Regions from separate parts of the Rattus norvegicus genome. Here region 2 is linked to region 1. The links are chromatin contacts, called in public Hi-C maps. All regions are on one chromosome and are shown on one strand. The core of a region is the stretch at or near the end of the contact, and the rest is flanking DNA. Distances in the headings are between cores, read along the strand shown.

Region 1 (6,763 bases), core at 3,115-5,614:
CTGAGGTTGTGAACGCAGATGTGAGCACTTAGCTGCACCTCTGCTCTGCCACGATGGGCTCTAACCCTCTGAAGCCATAACACAGCTACGTGCTTTCTTTTATCCATTGCTTTGTTCATAGTGTTTTATACAGCAATAGAAAAGCAACCAGGACATCATGCTTTAAACCTTTTCAAGACAGCTCTGACCTGTCCTCTAGCCTCTCAAGAGCCACTCATACAGTGGGGCAGCAGGGGGAGAGAATGTGTTTCTGCCTGACCTTCAACCTTCCAGCCATTGCATGTGTGCTGGACTTGGCCACTTTGTCATCTATACTCTCTACACTTAGATCAGTGGGGTTCTCAACCTGTGGGTTGTGGCCCCTGTTTGGGGGGTCGAATGACCCTTTCACAGAGGTCATAGATCAGATATCCCGAACATCAGATATTTACATTATTATTCATAATAGAAGAAAAATTACAGTTATGAATAGCAATGAAAATTATTTGGGGTGGTGGTGGTGGGGTCACCACAACCACTGTATTGGGTGTACGGGGAACTATATTTAAGGGTCTAAGCATTAGGAAGGTTGAGAGCCACTGACTTAGATAAACATTTCTCTGGGAAATACACACATGGCTGCATAAATATGGTAATTCTAAGCAATTTAAAGTATCTTTTCGTATGTTGAAACTGCCACATTACAAACTAATTTCCAAAGAATGTCCACTGCATTAGAATAACATATCATATATGATAGGTTATACATTTACATATATATGATAGCATATACAGGGTGTGTTTCTTGAACACTTGCTGTTTCTAGCACCCAGCACATTCTAGTTGCATTTCCTTGGATACTTTGCAAGCAGCGACCTCAGTTTCCCCCTAGCGCTTGAGTCGGAGTCTCGTGGGCTGAAATATCTGAGATGGCTCCTGTATTGTATGCATTCTGGTGTTTAGCAGGAAGCCTGCGAGCAGCCTGGCCCCAGTGAGAGCGCGTGGGAAGAGCAGCTTCTGCTGACACACTCTCCCTCGACTACTGGTTCTTCAGTACCCTTGTTTAAATGTCCCCTCCACTGTGTCTGTGTTTGTATGGGTGCCTGCCCTTGGGTCTCCCTGGGCACTAGTACTGAGGGATCAGGCTGGCAACTCTTCATTTTGGACTTGGCTAGGAAAGGGGCTGACACCCTGGCACCTAGCAGAGGAGCTCTCTGGGCGTTTGTTGACTGAATAAAGTAATAAGGCTGGATGATGGAAGGGACGACCCAAGGAAGATGAAAAGATCCTGTGTTCTCTCTCTAGGTCCATTTTTCTATTTTATGTATGTATGTATGTATGTATGTATGTATGTATGTATGTATGTGTATGTGTGTGAGCTCCTCCATGCTATAGGTGTGTACATGCAAGTCAAGGGATCACTTATGAGAGTGAGTTCTCTCCCTCTGCCTTGTAGGTTCCAGGGATAGAACTCAGATCCTCAGCCTTGGCAGCAAACACCTTTATCCTCTGAGCCATTTCACTGGCCCATAGTTTCACTTTTTCTTGTGTCATTGGCCAAAAACCATATTTGGAAAAAAAGGGGTATTTACATATTTTTTTCTTCTCCTCTCCCCTTCCTTTCTCTTCCTTCTCTCTTGCGCTTTTTGAGATAGGGTCTTATACTGCAGCCCGTGCTGGCCTGGAACTTTGTGTAGTCCACTCCATTCATGGCAACTGCCTGAGTGTTGCTACAACAGGCATAAGCTACCCTGCCTGGCTTTATGAAGGATCCCCAGATGAAGTATGAGTAGGGCATCTAAAGCCAATGTCAAATGCCCCTGGAGGAGAAGGAAGACACAGGAAGAGGGAGAATGTTAGGAGGAGTCATAGACTGCAATTATGCAGCCAAGGATCTGAGCCACCAGACGCTGGAAAAGCAAGGAGAGACGACACCCAGAACTGTGGGAGAACACATTTCTGTTGTTCTCAGCGACCAAGCCTGTGTAATTTGATATGGCAGCCTTGGCAAGCAGGCACAGTTTAGAAACAGAAATGTTTTCTGTGAAATTCCACTGGATCTTGGCATTGTGTGGCTTGAACTAGGTATGAGTTGGAATTTCCCAAGTGTTCACTTCTCGACAGACACCTGACCCCACGCTGAGGCTCCAGCCACGAGGAACTGCTCAAAATAAGAGACTGTGACGTCAAAGCAATTAATTTCTAAGGTCAGATGCAACTCATTTTCCTCTGACATTTAATATGCTTACCTTTTATTTTATGAAGGGGGAAGGGCTAGGGAGATAGCTCAGTTGGTAAAGTGCTTTCTGTTCAACCACCAGGATCTGAGTTCCAGCCCCAATATCCTGATAAAAAAAAAAAGCTGGGCATAGCAGTGCTTACCTCTAAACCCAGAGACAAGGGGATCCACAGGGCTCACTGGCTAGCCCGGGTAAATTTCAGGCTAGTGAGGGAGTCTCATCATAAAAACCAAGGTGGATGGCTCCTGAGGAACAATACTCGAGATTGACTTCTGACTTCTGCACACACACTCATATATGCATGCATACCTGTGTACACAAATGTGTCCACACACACAAGCATGTGCACATACTTTGTTTGTTGAGAGAGGGTTTCTCTGTGTAGCCCTGGCTGTCCTGGAATTCACTCTGTAGACCAGGCTGGCATTGAACACAGAGATCCACTTGCCTCTGCCTCCAAGTGATGGGAGTCCACCATGCCCAGCTACACATCATTTTTTTTTAAACAGTGCTAGGGACTGAACCCAAGTTCTTGTGAATACTTGACATCTATTCAGTCATTGAGCTATATATACACACTCTCCCACTCAGTAAAAGATTTTAAGTCCATCTATTATATGCTGGGGTCTTCATATATTGGCCCACCTATCCCCCACAATGACACCAGTACTATTCAACACATGGCTAGACAGTGGGGAACTGGCCTGCTCAGCGATCAAACTAGAAGGTAGCAGTCAGAATCCCCAACTGCCTGCTTCCTGTTTTGTCTGCCTCTCTGAACACTGTGTTCTTTCAGGTATAACAGTCCAGGTGGTGGAGAAATTCACACTCTATGAGGACAGGGGAATCAATATCCTGCGAAATGACTCAGTGCTACTTATAGAAGCAATGGCTAAAGCTGCTATTATGGTCAAGAAGTCTTCAGGGAAGGGAGAGCATTTGAGCTGTACCTTCATATTCATATCTCCATTCGCTGCTAGCAGCGGAGATCCGGAGATGAATCAGACAAGGTCCTTTGCTTGAGGAATTCACGTGTGAGTGTTTGAATTCGGGGAGGCAAAGTGGCTGCTGTATGTGTTAAATGCCTATTAAAAGACAATGTGGAGGCTGGTGTGGTGGCACACTCCTGTAATCCCAGCACCTGGGGAGCCAAGGCGGACTGAGCTACTACATGGTGGGTAGCAGGTCAGCCATGTCTCATCCCCCCGCCCCACCCCGCCCGGCCGCCCCACTGCCCCACAAAGCAAGTAAACAAACAATGACAACACAATAGAATAAGCAGGTCTGTGGTAAAGGCAAGTTTCCTAATTCAGAGTCCCAGAGAAGTCTTTTGGAAGAAAGAACTCCTGCCGTAGCTGAAATATGATGGCTAAGCAAGCGTTAGTCACAAAGCAGTAAAGGCTTTCTAGGCAGAGCATAAGCAATCCACCCGCAGAGGTGAGATAGTCTCTTGACTGGCTGGCACAGTTTGTTGGCTAAGCTTACTAGTTATAGAAGCTAGAAGGGGTGTGGACTTGCAGGTCTGTGTGGGTCTCTGAAGAGCTGGTGGACTGTCCGATGGACCTCTGGTCTCAGAGATCGCTGCTCAGTGGCGGTTTCCCCTCTCAGTCTTAAAGCACGGCTTTTTTGGACGAGGATGAGAACACTTCGGGAAGACAGACCATCCATCTCGACTCAGCTGGTGCCAAGGCGGTCTCCGCCCTCCAATGGAGGCTCTGTTACCATAGCAACTAGGTTAGGGCGGAAGTGGCTTAGAAGACTGACTCTCACTAATCAGGTGACTTGCCAGACTTCTGCACGTGACACGAGCTCCCAGGCGCGCGCTCTACCTAATCAAGACGCCGTCCCTGTTTCACCGACAACTGACAGCGCTCTAGAGCAATAGCCCACGAGGCTCCCCTAAGAGACCCCACCCCTCAATAGTGAAAGGGCCAATTAGGCTGAGCCAAAGAGAAGTTACGCCTCAAGTTTCGCCCGGTTTTGACAGACGCAATTGAGGCCATCCTAGAGTCCCTCCGCCCCTAGCCTTTGCGGCCGACGACGGACGGGCCCGCTGCCCAATAGTACGTCCCTTGGCCGCTGCCGGATCCCGCCCTCTCAGGGACGGAACCAATGAGGACGCCAGCTCTGGGCCGGGTGGAGGGGTTGCACTGCGGTAATATGGCTCTTCCTTAGCTAGCGGCGGTGGCCAGAGCGGGTGCGGAGCTGCCGGGGCTCCCGGGTGCCTCGTTTCTAGGCTGTAGGGGCTCGGCGAATCACAGCTCGGGAGGCGGCGGCCGATGCGTGAGGACTGCCCACCCGGCCGCTCGGCGGCCCAGGGGTCCAGATGAGCTCCTGCGCCTCGCTCGGGGGCCCGGTGCCCCTGCCACCCCCGGGCCCGTCCGCCGCGCTGACACCGGGTGCCCCCACGCGGGCCCTGCATGTGGAGCTGCCGTCTCAGCAGGTGAGCGGGCCGCGAGCCGGGGGGCGGAGATGGCGGGGCTCGCGGGGCTGAAGAGGGCTGACAGGGAGAGGACCCCCACCCCCCCACCCCGGCCGTTCCCGCGCTCAGACCCCCGCATCCCTTCAGGAAGGCGCCGGGGAACCCTGCGCCTCGCCGTCCGCCGCCGCGCTTTCCCTTTCGCTCCCGCGCCGAGGAGTCGGTTTTCTGTACTTACTCCTATCGTTTTTGGGGTGCTTTCTTCTGCTCCTCCTGAGGAAGGTATTTGGGACGTCAGGGTTTCCTTTCAAATCTTAGATCCTCATGGCACACTGGAAGGAGGATTTGAAGTATATATTTCTATTTTGGATCTCGTGTGTGTGTGTGTGTGTGTGTGTGTGTGTGTGTGTGTGTGTGTGTGTGTGTGTGTATGAGGACAAGAGAACACTGACTTTGGGGATCTGACAAAATTCTTGGCAACACCCGCCTATCAGTACATCTTCCACTGCCCTCCCTCAGTCCCTCAGGGGAGACTCTGCAGGAACCTTAGCTTTGAAGAGGACTTGGAGAAACTGTCAGTCATGGAGAGGTTACCAATCTGGGTCTGTGCAAAGTGATCATTGAATCGTCATAACTCCATGAGATAACTGTTTTTATTGTCCCACTTTTTCAGTTCTAGGAACAAGCTTGCCTATTGCTATTGCTTCTCTATTAGTATTTCTGGTGGGGCTGGATTTCCAAATACAGAGTCCGGCTCCAGCTTGTGCATCAGCAGCAATAGTTTGCTTTAGACTTGAGCAGCTGCTCCTCCACGGTCCGCAGGACAGAGCAACCTCCCTCAGACCCTTCCTGTAACTTTCCATCTTTGCCAGAGACAGGAAGGAGCCACACCGGAGCGCAGAGGCTGTGGGAGAGAGGGCCAGGCTCGGAGTGGATAGGAATGTAAAGGAAAGAGCGATGTTGTCCCCTCATCCCCACCCCCCAACCCGGTGCCCTATGAGTAGGGAAGCAGCATTAACTGGGGAAGCAAGACTCTGTGACAGGAGAATATTTAAAAGATCAGAAGGCATGTGCCCTGGTTTTGTAGTGCCATAGGAGAAGGAGTTTATGGAGAATATTAGGAGCTGGAAGGGCGTGAGGCTTGTATTGAATTTCGAGGTCGCAGGAGAGGATGAGAGGGTGGAGGATGAGAGGGTGGCTGGGAGAGCAGTTGTGGATTGGGCATTAATGTGAATTTTTGTATGTGTGGGAGGTGGAGTGTGAGGGCCTGCTGGGAGAAGCAGTAGTGAGCACTGTTAGAAGCAGCCAGGAGAAATCAGGAATCTAGATGGGCATAGTTTAGGGGAGCTTTGAAAACAAGTCGGGTTGGAGAAGAGGATGCATCATTTCCTGACTAGAGCCTGTTCTAGTAATAACGGTTCAGTTTAAAACTAGGAGAAATAATTCAGGCGCACTGCCCGTGAACTCAATTCAACTCCATTTGTCAGTGTTTGTGGAGTTTCTGGATTGGTGTATAGTGTCCTAAGTGTGCAGCTGGATGTTGTGTGAGAACTTGGCATGCTATTTACAGTTTTTTTCTGGGAGCGTCATCCTTGAACTGTGAGGCAGCCTATGTAACAAAACACATTCCTTCTGTAGTTGATATTAATTCTTCTCTCTAGACCAAAATGCACAAGTTTGGGGAAACAAATATATTTTAAAATAAGCATTTTGTTGATTAACATTAATTTACACCATAATACAAGTCCAGTATTGGCCTTCTTCCCTATCTGCTTCTAGAAAAGATTTGGGTTTTCCCAAGAAGGCCCACAAAATTGTGTATAAGATGTGTAGTTTGTCTTTTTAAAATTAAATATTATTATTATTATTATTTTTTTTTTCGGAGCTGGGGACCGAACCCAGGGCCTTGCGCTTGCTAGGCAAGAGCTCTACCACTGAGCTAAATCCCCAAAACCTATTATTATTATTATTATTATTATTATTATTATTATTATTATTATTATTATTTAATCATGGTTTCATTTTATAGCCCTTGATTATCTTGGAGCTCACTATGTAGACTAGGCTGGCCTTGAACTTATAAACTTGCCTATGCTTCCTAAGCTTCTAGGAGTTTTGCATAACT
Region 2 (7,804 bases), core at 4,904-7,403, 220 kb before region 1:
GGTAGCAGGAGAGGCACTGTAGAAAAGGGCAAAGGGAGAAACCTTTGTGAGCCAAGCAGAGAGAATAGACACAGCTCAGCCCTGGGAGCCCCCCCAACCTGCTTCCCTCTTCCCCCATTCAGTCAGTCAGTCTTCCCTGTCAGTCTTTGAGCTCTGGATCCTTGTGCTCTGGGTAGGAAGGCATTGTAAAAAACAATCTAGGACCAGCTACACCAGCTACCGTCTGCAGGACTCAGCTCATGAAGAAAATGCAGGGCTTCTTGTCAAAAACAAAACAAAACCCAGAAACAGCAGAACTCTTTATTTGGAAACAGGCTCTTGCTATGTAGCTATGGAACTGCATGTATAGCCTAGGCTGGCCTGGAATTCTCAATGCTGAGCACTGAAACACCTAATGAGATTATACGAGTTTGCCATTGTCCTTGGCTTAATATTAAGGTCAGGCACGATGGTGTATGCCTTTAATCCCAGCGCTAAGGAGGCAAAGGCAGACAGATATTTGTGAGTTTGAGGCTGACCCGAAGCTAGCCTGGTTTACATAACCAATTCCAGGATAACCAGAGCTACATAGAAGATCCTGTCTGAAACAACAGCAGTAGCAACCACAAAAACCCACAATGGAAACTACTGAATTAAAAATGTTAGCTGGCAAAAATGCTCGCTTGGCAGCCTGAGTTCCAGCCTCAAAATCCATGGCAGAAGGAGAAAATAAAACTCCTAAAACCTCTAACCTCTGCACACACTCCCTGGCATCTGGCATGCTCACACCCACTATGGACACGCACGTGCACATGCACACCCCAGCTCACACACACACACACACACACACACACACACACACACACAAAATAATAAATTAAATAAATAATAAACATTCAAAATATAAAGGATACAAGATGGTGAAGGCAGAGAATTGTGCTGGTATTTTACATAGGGTTGAAAGCTTTAGAAGGAAAACACATCTAATCAAAGAGGAGTTTCCAGAGAAACAATTTTTTTTAAGATTTATTTATTTATTATATATAAGTACACTGTAGCTGTCTTCAGATACACCAGAAGAGGGCATCGGATCTCTTTACAGATGGTTGTGAGCCACCATGTGGTTGCTGGGAATTGAACTCATGACCTCTGGAAGAGGAGTCGGGTGCTCTTAACCGCTGAGCCATCTCTCCAGCCCCCGAGAAACAATTTTTTTAAAAAGTTTTGGTGTGGAAAGTAACATTTGTAACAGAATGTTTCATTTTATTTGAAAGTCAGCCTTAAGTAAGTATCTGTATTTCTCCTTTCTTCTAAGCCTCCCTGGAGGGTTCCTGCCCAGGAGAGTCGTTTGCAAACTTTAGCCTGTATTCACATCACACGGAGAGCTCGTTAACACAAAACTCAGAATCACAAATTTCTGATTCATAGGTCCAAATTGGGATCCAGTAAGTGTCCTTCTAACAGATTTGATCTTAACTGATGTTACTGGTCTGAAAGCTTCAGGAAGGTGCAGTGGCTTAAAATGAACACCAGAGGGCAGAAGTGTCCACTGCTCAGGTCTCCTCCCACCCAGGGTCTTGGGGCTGGTTTTACACATCGGCTGAACGGTTGCTGTGTATGGCCACACCTAGGGTCCCGGAGAAAACAAAGGCATGGATCAGACTCAGTTTCTGCCGCTTAGGTCTCAGGTTATGACAGCTGGTATTGAGGTGAGAGAAGCCCAGGGTAGTGAGTGGGCACAGGAGGTCTCAGGCAGAGCACGCATGAGTGAGTGGATCAAGGATAAAGCGCATTCTAGAAACACCAGAGTGCTTGAGGTGGAAGAGAGAACCGGGGAGGAGTCTGCTAAAGCTAGCAGGCACAGAGGAAGCTTTGGGTCAGGCTGGAAGTGGCTACCTCTTCAGAGTGGCTGCTAATTCCAAAAAGCTTCTCACTAGATGGTATGTTGGAACGATCCCCTGGCAAGAGTGTGGAGGGGGCTGGAGGCTGGTATGTACACATTAGGGGCAAAGCTCAAGAAGGAGGTGACCAGGTAAAACAAGGATGACAGTATCATCAACCTCTGTCTGCATGCATGTATCCATCCCCGCGTCCATGCATCCATTCATGCACGATCCGTCACAGACATAACAGAGAACACCTTCTCTGAGCCCAGCTCTGGATTAGTGCCAGATGCTGGGTGGTACTGGTGCGGATGAAACTAGTCAGTTCCTGGCTTATCTACAGAGCTTACCTCCCGACAAAGAAGACCACAGTTCAATAGCCAGTAGCACAGAGAGCCGACTTGTAACTGCCATGATCCCTGAGGGATGCACAGCAAGCCAAAAGGTAGGGGCTGGGTTGAGCTAGGGGCGAGTTGGGAAGTGGGAGGCATCCCGAGAGAGTTCCCGATCTGGGCATCAGGACTCAGCGAGCACAGATGACCCATTCAGCAGACCCTGGTGCCTCTCCCTGCCACAGCCCAGAGCCAACAATACAGCTATTGAAGGTTCCTACCACTGCCCCAGACCAGTTTTCTTGGCCCATCCTCCCTCAGTCACACAGTCCTGGCCTTCACTGAGGAAAACAGACCAAGATTATACCTGGGTACCAGAGGTTATGTTTGCTCCTTATCTGTACATATGGGCAGAGGAGTGGCCACAGACTGCTACAAGCATCCAGGGCGCCTACTCTAAGCTCCACACCAGGGTGATAGCCAGGAGCAGGGCGTTGGAGAGGTCGCTTTGATTCTCCTCAGTGCCCTGATACTCTGGATTCCTGGAAAACACCATGATTGTTTGCAGAGGTAGGATCCTCCTCGTGAATGGATTGGCGAAATCAAGTTGAGCAGAGCTTTGACTTCTAGAAAGCTAGCCTTCTTGCTGCCCCTAGACCATGCCTCAGTTGCTCTGACCTTAGCTCCTCTGCTCTTGCACTTCCTGTGAAGGGATACTGGCCTCCTCCAGAAGGAGCTACCTGTGGGGTTGGGGGTTGGCTTCATTGGTGGTAAGAATAATGCCCGTGTCCTAACCCTTGGAACCAAGAAATATATCCTGTTTTGTAGCGAGGGGAGTTTACTTGTGTAGCTAAGTTAGGATTTTGAGAAGAGAGACCAGCACAGTCAGGTTCTTTACAAGAGGAAGTCAGACCCAGATAAGGAGATGACCGCAGGGATGCAGGTGTCCTAGGGAGAGGACCCAAGGCTGCTGGGATGATTTTGTTGTTTGTGTTTCAAGACAGGGTAGCTCTGTGTAGCCCTGGCTGTCCTGGAACTACTCTGTAGACCAGGCTAGCCTCCAACTCAGAGATCTGCTTGCCTCTGCCTCCCGAGTACTGAGACTAAAACCCCACCACCACCGGCTGTGATGCTGGTTCCGAAGGCTGAGGCAGAGGCTCAGAGCAGAACAGAACCATAGGGACTTTGGGACTGGAAAGGACAATGTGGTGGCTGATTTTATTATCAATTAGACTAGATTTGGAGTCACCTAGGAGATACATGAGTATTGTGGGCAGAATAATCTCATGGGCAGGAAACTTGGGCTTAGAAAAAGAGAGAAGAGAAAAGTGAGCTGAGCACAACCCCCTCCCTCTATTTATCCCTATCTCTCCTTCCCTCCCTCCCTCTCCTCCTCTCTTCCTTCCTCCCCACCTTTCTCCTTCCTGACTGTGAACACAGAACCAGCTGCCCCACACACCTGCTGCGATGACTTCACCACCGTAGTGGATTGTATCCCTCACATCACAACCAAAGGAAGCCCTTCCTTCCTTAAGTTGTCTTTCCTGGATTATTTTGTCATAGCATTAAGAAAAAAAATAACACATAAACACAGACAGACAGGCAGGCAGACAGACAGACAGACAGACAGACAGACACACACACACACACACACTCTCATGCCATGTTTAGCATTCCAATCTCTGGAACCATGAGAGTACAGCCACTTAAATTTGAGACAAACAGCCACAGGACAGGCAGATGGTATTTTGCTATTCGATGGCCAGTGTAACTCAAGATCTTTCTGTCTTCCTCCATTTGCCTGTGCTCCCTCCTAGTTTTGCTATATCGTGCTTGTTTCTCAGTTCACGACCAGCTCGGAGGCCCTGGAAGCAAAGGTCGGGTCCGCTCACTCTTCTCCAGGCCCTAGAACAGCGCCTGGTCCACAGGGCATCCTCAGAGCACATTTGCTACACTGTCAAGAAGAGAGAAGCAAACAAAGAACGTGCAGGGACGTGCTCATACTCAGTGCTCAGGGATGGGAGGCTTTCTGGCTGACTGGAAGGATTCCCCCATCCCAGACTCTGGAAGGGCAGACTCTGGAAGGGCAGAAGAGAGTATCTGAGCTGTTAGAAAGGAAGGGGAGAGCAAGGGAAGGGGGACGATGTGTCCTGGGACAGACATGCAGCTGCCCAGTTTATACACCATCTCACGCCAGTGGTTTGTTTCGTTTTCCTTTACTACGTTCCTCAAAGCAACTGGGAAACAGACAGACACCTTGGGTTTGGGTTGGGCATGATGGTGCATGCCAGCACTGTAGAAGCAGAGGCAGGTGGGTCTCTGTGAGCTCAGGCTAGCCTGGTCTACAAAGTGAGTTACCAGACAGTCGGGAATATATAGAGAAACCCTGTCTCAAGAAACAAAACAAAGCAAACAACCATAAACAAAACCCAAAACCTCAAAACCCTGTTGCTTGCTGCCAATCCTGACAGCCTGAGTTCCATCCCTGGGACCTACACGGTGGGAGGAGAGAACTGCCTCTTGCAAGTTATCCTCTGTCCTCCACAAGTGTGTCCTGGCACACATGAGTGAGTGCACACTTACACAAGTGTAAGTGCATGTGTGTGTGTGTGTGTGTGTGTGTGTGTGTGTGTGTGTGTGTGTGTAGGGGCGGGGAGACCATTATTCTTCTCACTTCATGGTGACCCTGAGGCTTGCATCAGTGATTTGAGAGGTGGGATCAGGAGGGGCATTCAGTACCTTTCTGGGAAGTGTGAGCCCTAAGGCATTCAAAGGCTCTGACTGCTCCTCAAAGCTTCCTCGGAACTCCATGTGGGTTCTGGACCCACCCTGAGCACTGATGTAGCCTTTGGACCCCTTGGCTGCTGAACAAGATCCCTCAGCCCCAGCTACTATGTATCCAGCTCTCCCTTCCTCATCTCCCAATACCTCAAAGGCTCTGCCTAGGGCCTGGGGAGAATCAACAAAGTAATGAACTTATAGACAGAGCCACGAAGAAGCCAACAGGAGCCTGCTGGTGCCCTCTGGTGTAACCCACAAACCCAAGCAGAGGCCTGATTTCAAAGCACAAGAGTCATTCCCCAGCTGCTAGAAGAAACAGTTCCTTTGAAGCCACACAGCAGGGAAGACACAAGGGGGGGGTGTGTGTACAGGAAAGCAGATGTCATGTGACACCTCTTTAAAACTGACAAGGTGACACCTTATATCCCAGCACCTGGGAAGTTGAGGCAGGGGGATCAGAAGTTCAAGGGTCATCCCTCAGCTATATAGCGAGTTTGAGGCCAGCTCAGAATACACGAAACCCTGTCTGAAAAAAAAATATACAAAAAGAGGAAAAGAGAGGAGGACCAAGTGGAGGAGGAGGGGGAGGAGGAAGTGTAGGAGGGGGAAGAGGGGGAATCCTGTTTTTTGTCTTGGTCTTCTTTCAAGGCTCAGACTGGTCCACGGTGCCCTTTGGAGCATCTCCCTCCCTTTCCTTCCTGGCTTCTGAGTTTTCTTTCATAACTCTTCCAGCAATGAAGATGTGGGTCCTAAGTCTCAGATGGGGACCTGCCCAAAGTCCCCCACACAAGAGGTGGCAGATGGCCCTGGCCTTGCTCCCTAGACTTCTCCTTTACCCTCCTTCTCAGCTGATCCAGCGAGTGCTGAGCCATGAGAAACAGCTGTAGTCCAGCATCAGCTGGGTCTCCTTCCCTATGGTGAACACACACACACACACACACACACACAGAGAGAGAGAGAGAGAGAGAGAGAGAGAGAGAGAGAGAGAGAGAGAGAGAGAGAGAGAGAGAGAGAGAGAGAGGCAAGGATCTGGGTGCTTCCATGAAAGGCGTGTTTCCCTCCTGAGTCAGAGCAATGGAGAACAGTCAGCCTTTGGGCCAGGCTGGGCTGCAGTCCCAGGCTCCAGCCTTCCTTGAGAGCCATTCCCCACCTCCCTGCTGGAACCGCTGGGCAGCGGCCAGCACAGCTGCATCCCCTCCACAGGGCCTGCAATGATAGGCCCACGTTGCATCAGCTTGGCCTGTCTCTGTGCAGCGCCGGTCCTGACAGCCAATAAAAGCCAGACGAGTGTACAGACCCCAGCCCTGGCCCACCCCACCCACCAAGGATCACTCAGGCAACCTGGTCCACCCACGGCCTTCTCAGCCCAGGAGGAGGAACAGGGGAAGCAACTGCTTTATACAGCATCCCACATGGTCTCCAGCCTCAGCCTCAGCTTCCTGCGCTCGGAGCCTTCTAGCCTTGTAGTTTGCCTTCCTGGGGATGATGGGAGCCCACTGCCTCCCACAGGGCTTCCTACCCAGTCTCCATCTCAGGGAAAGGACCACCTCCTCCCCGAGGAGGCCACATATTAGCAAGGCCTTTCTCCTTCATGGTTTCCAGGCCCAACCCACCACCACACATTCCCTAACTCTGCATTCTTGCCAGTCAAAGCTCTGGCCTCTTGCTCTGGGTTACTTCGTCTCCTTCTCTGTGACATCTCCCTGACCTTCTTCTCTCCATGCCTTAGCCTGGGCTGAGAGAAAAGCCAGCTCTGGCGGGAGGGACCTTTCGCCTCCACCAGGGCTGCAGTGAAGTAATTCTTTTCAAGGGGACTCCAAAGGCCAGAGGCTTCTCCAGCTTCCTCCCCGGACCTGTTTAGGCTAAAGCATGGCTTCCCATTGGCTGGTGTTGTTGGTTTTTAATTTACTTTATTGATGTTTTGAGGTGATTAAAAAGTACATGCTATTGAAAAAGCTCTGGAGCAGAGAAAAGGAGAAGAGGTGATACAGATTCGTCTCCAGAGAATACTTAAGTCACTTAAGAATACTACTGAGCCTTTCTCTGTGAATGCTATATACATTCATATATGTATATATCTATGTATGTATGCATGTATGTGTGTATGCATGTATGTATGTAATGTATGTATAGTTTATTAACTGCTTACAATAAAGATGTATTAAAAAGTAAACAAACTCACAAGGCTGGGTGTGGCAGTACATCATAATCCCAGCACCTGAGAGACAGAAAAAGGCAGATATCTGAGTTCAAGGCCAACCTTGTCTACATAATGAGTTCCAGACCAGACAGGGCTACATAGTGAGACCCTGTCTCAAAACAAACAAAAAGTAAACAAACTCAGATCTTTACCTAGCACAAAATACTTTCATAATCAACTGGAAATCAAACAGTAGCTGTAGTTAGCTTTGTTTGTGTGACGTATGAACATCTTTGCTGATAAAGCTCTGGACGTGGAATGTTCACAAGCACAGTTTTACAAACTTCCTATTTTTCGCCCACCAATCCACCAAGCTGTTGTTCTCAGCCCGGGCTTGAAGGGCTCTGCTCTGGTGCTGACATTGACAATACTCTCTGACTTTGTCTCCAGTTTGTTCGTTTGAGACAGGGTCTCACTATGGAGCCCAGTTGATCTGGAGCACACTATATAGAATAGTCTGGCTTTGAACTCACAGAGAGCTGCCTGCCTCTTTCTGACTCCTAGGTTCAAAAGCTTGCAACCCCATGCTCAATCTTTTTCTCCAATATTTAGCCACTACAAAAAAAGTCGTGGGTGAACATTTTTAAAAGTAAGTTCTGGGGCTGGAGAGATGGCTCAGTGGTTAAGAG

Evidence for each region. Hi-C and Micro-C count contacts between places; a contact is called where the count stands out from the background.
Region 2: a contact with region 1 is called in a Hi-C map of mammary epithelial cells, with 2.4 times the contacts expected there. The contact joins the enhancer-like site here to the promoter of Uvrag in region 1.

Annotation. Positions count from the first base shown.
Region 1 is chr1:162,851,949-162,858,711 of GRCr8, reverse strand. It overlaps Uvrag (UV radiation resistance associated), which reads left to right and starts at 4,364. Exons shown (of 15, transcript NM_001401542.1): 1 at 4,364-4,662. The coding sequence starts at 4,546. It overlaps LOC120099889 (a long non-coding RNA gene), which reads right to left and starts at 5,075. Exons shown (of 4, transcript XR_010060697.1): 1 at 4,877-5,075; 2 at 3,705-3,934.
Region 2 is chr1:163,068,685-163,076,488 of GRCr8, reverse strand. It overlaps LOC134483761 (a long non-coding RNA gene), which reads right to left and starts at 2,472. Exons shown (of 2, transcript XR_010060699.1): 1 at 2,213-2,472. Within about 2 kb of position 6,153, at least 73 of the 93 cell types and tissues checked have an H3K27ac peak or open chromatin away from gene starts, as enhancers often do.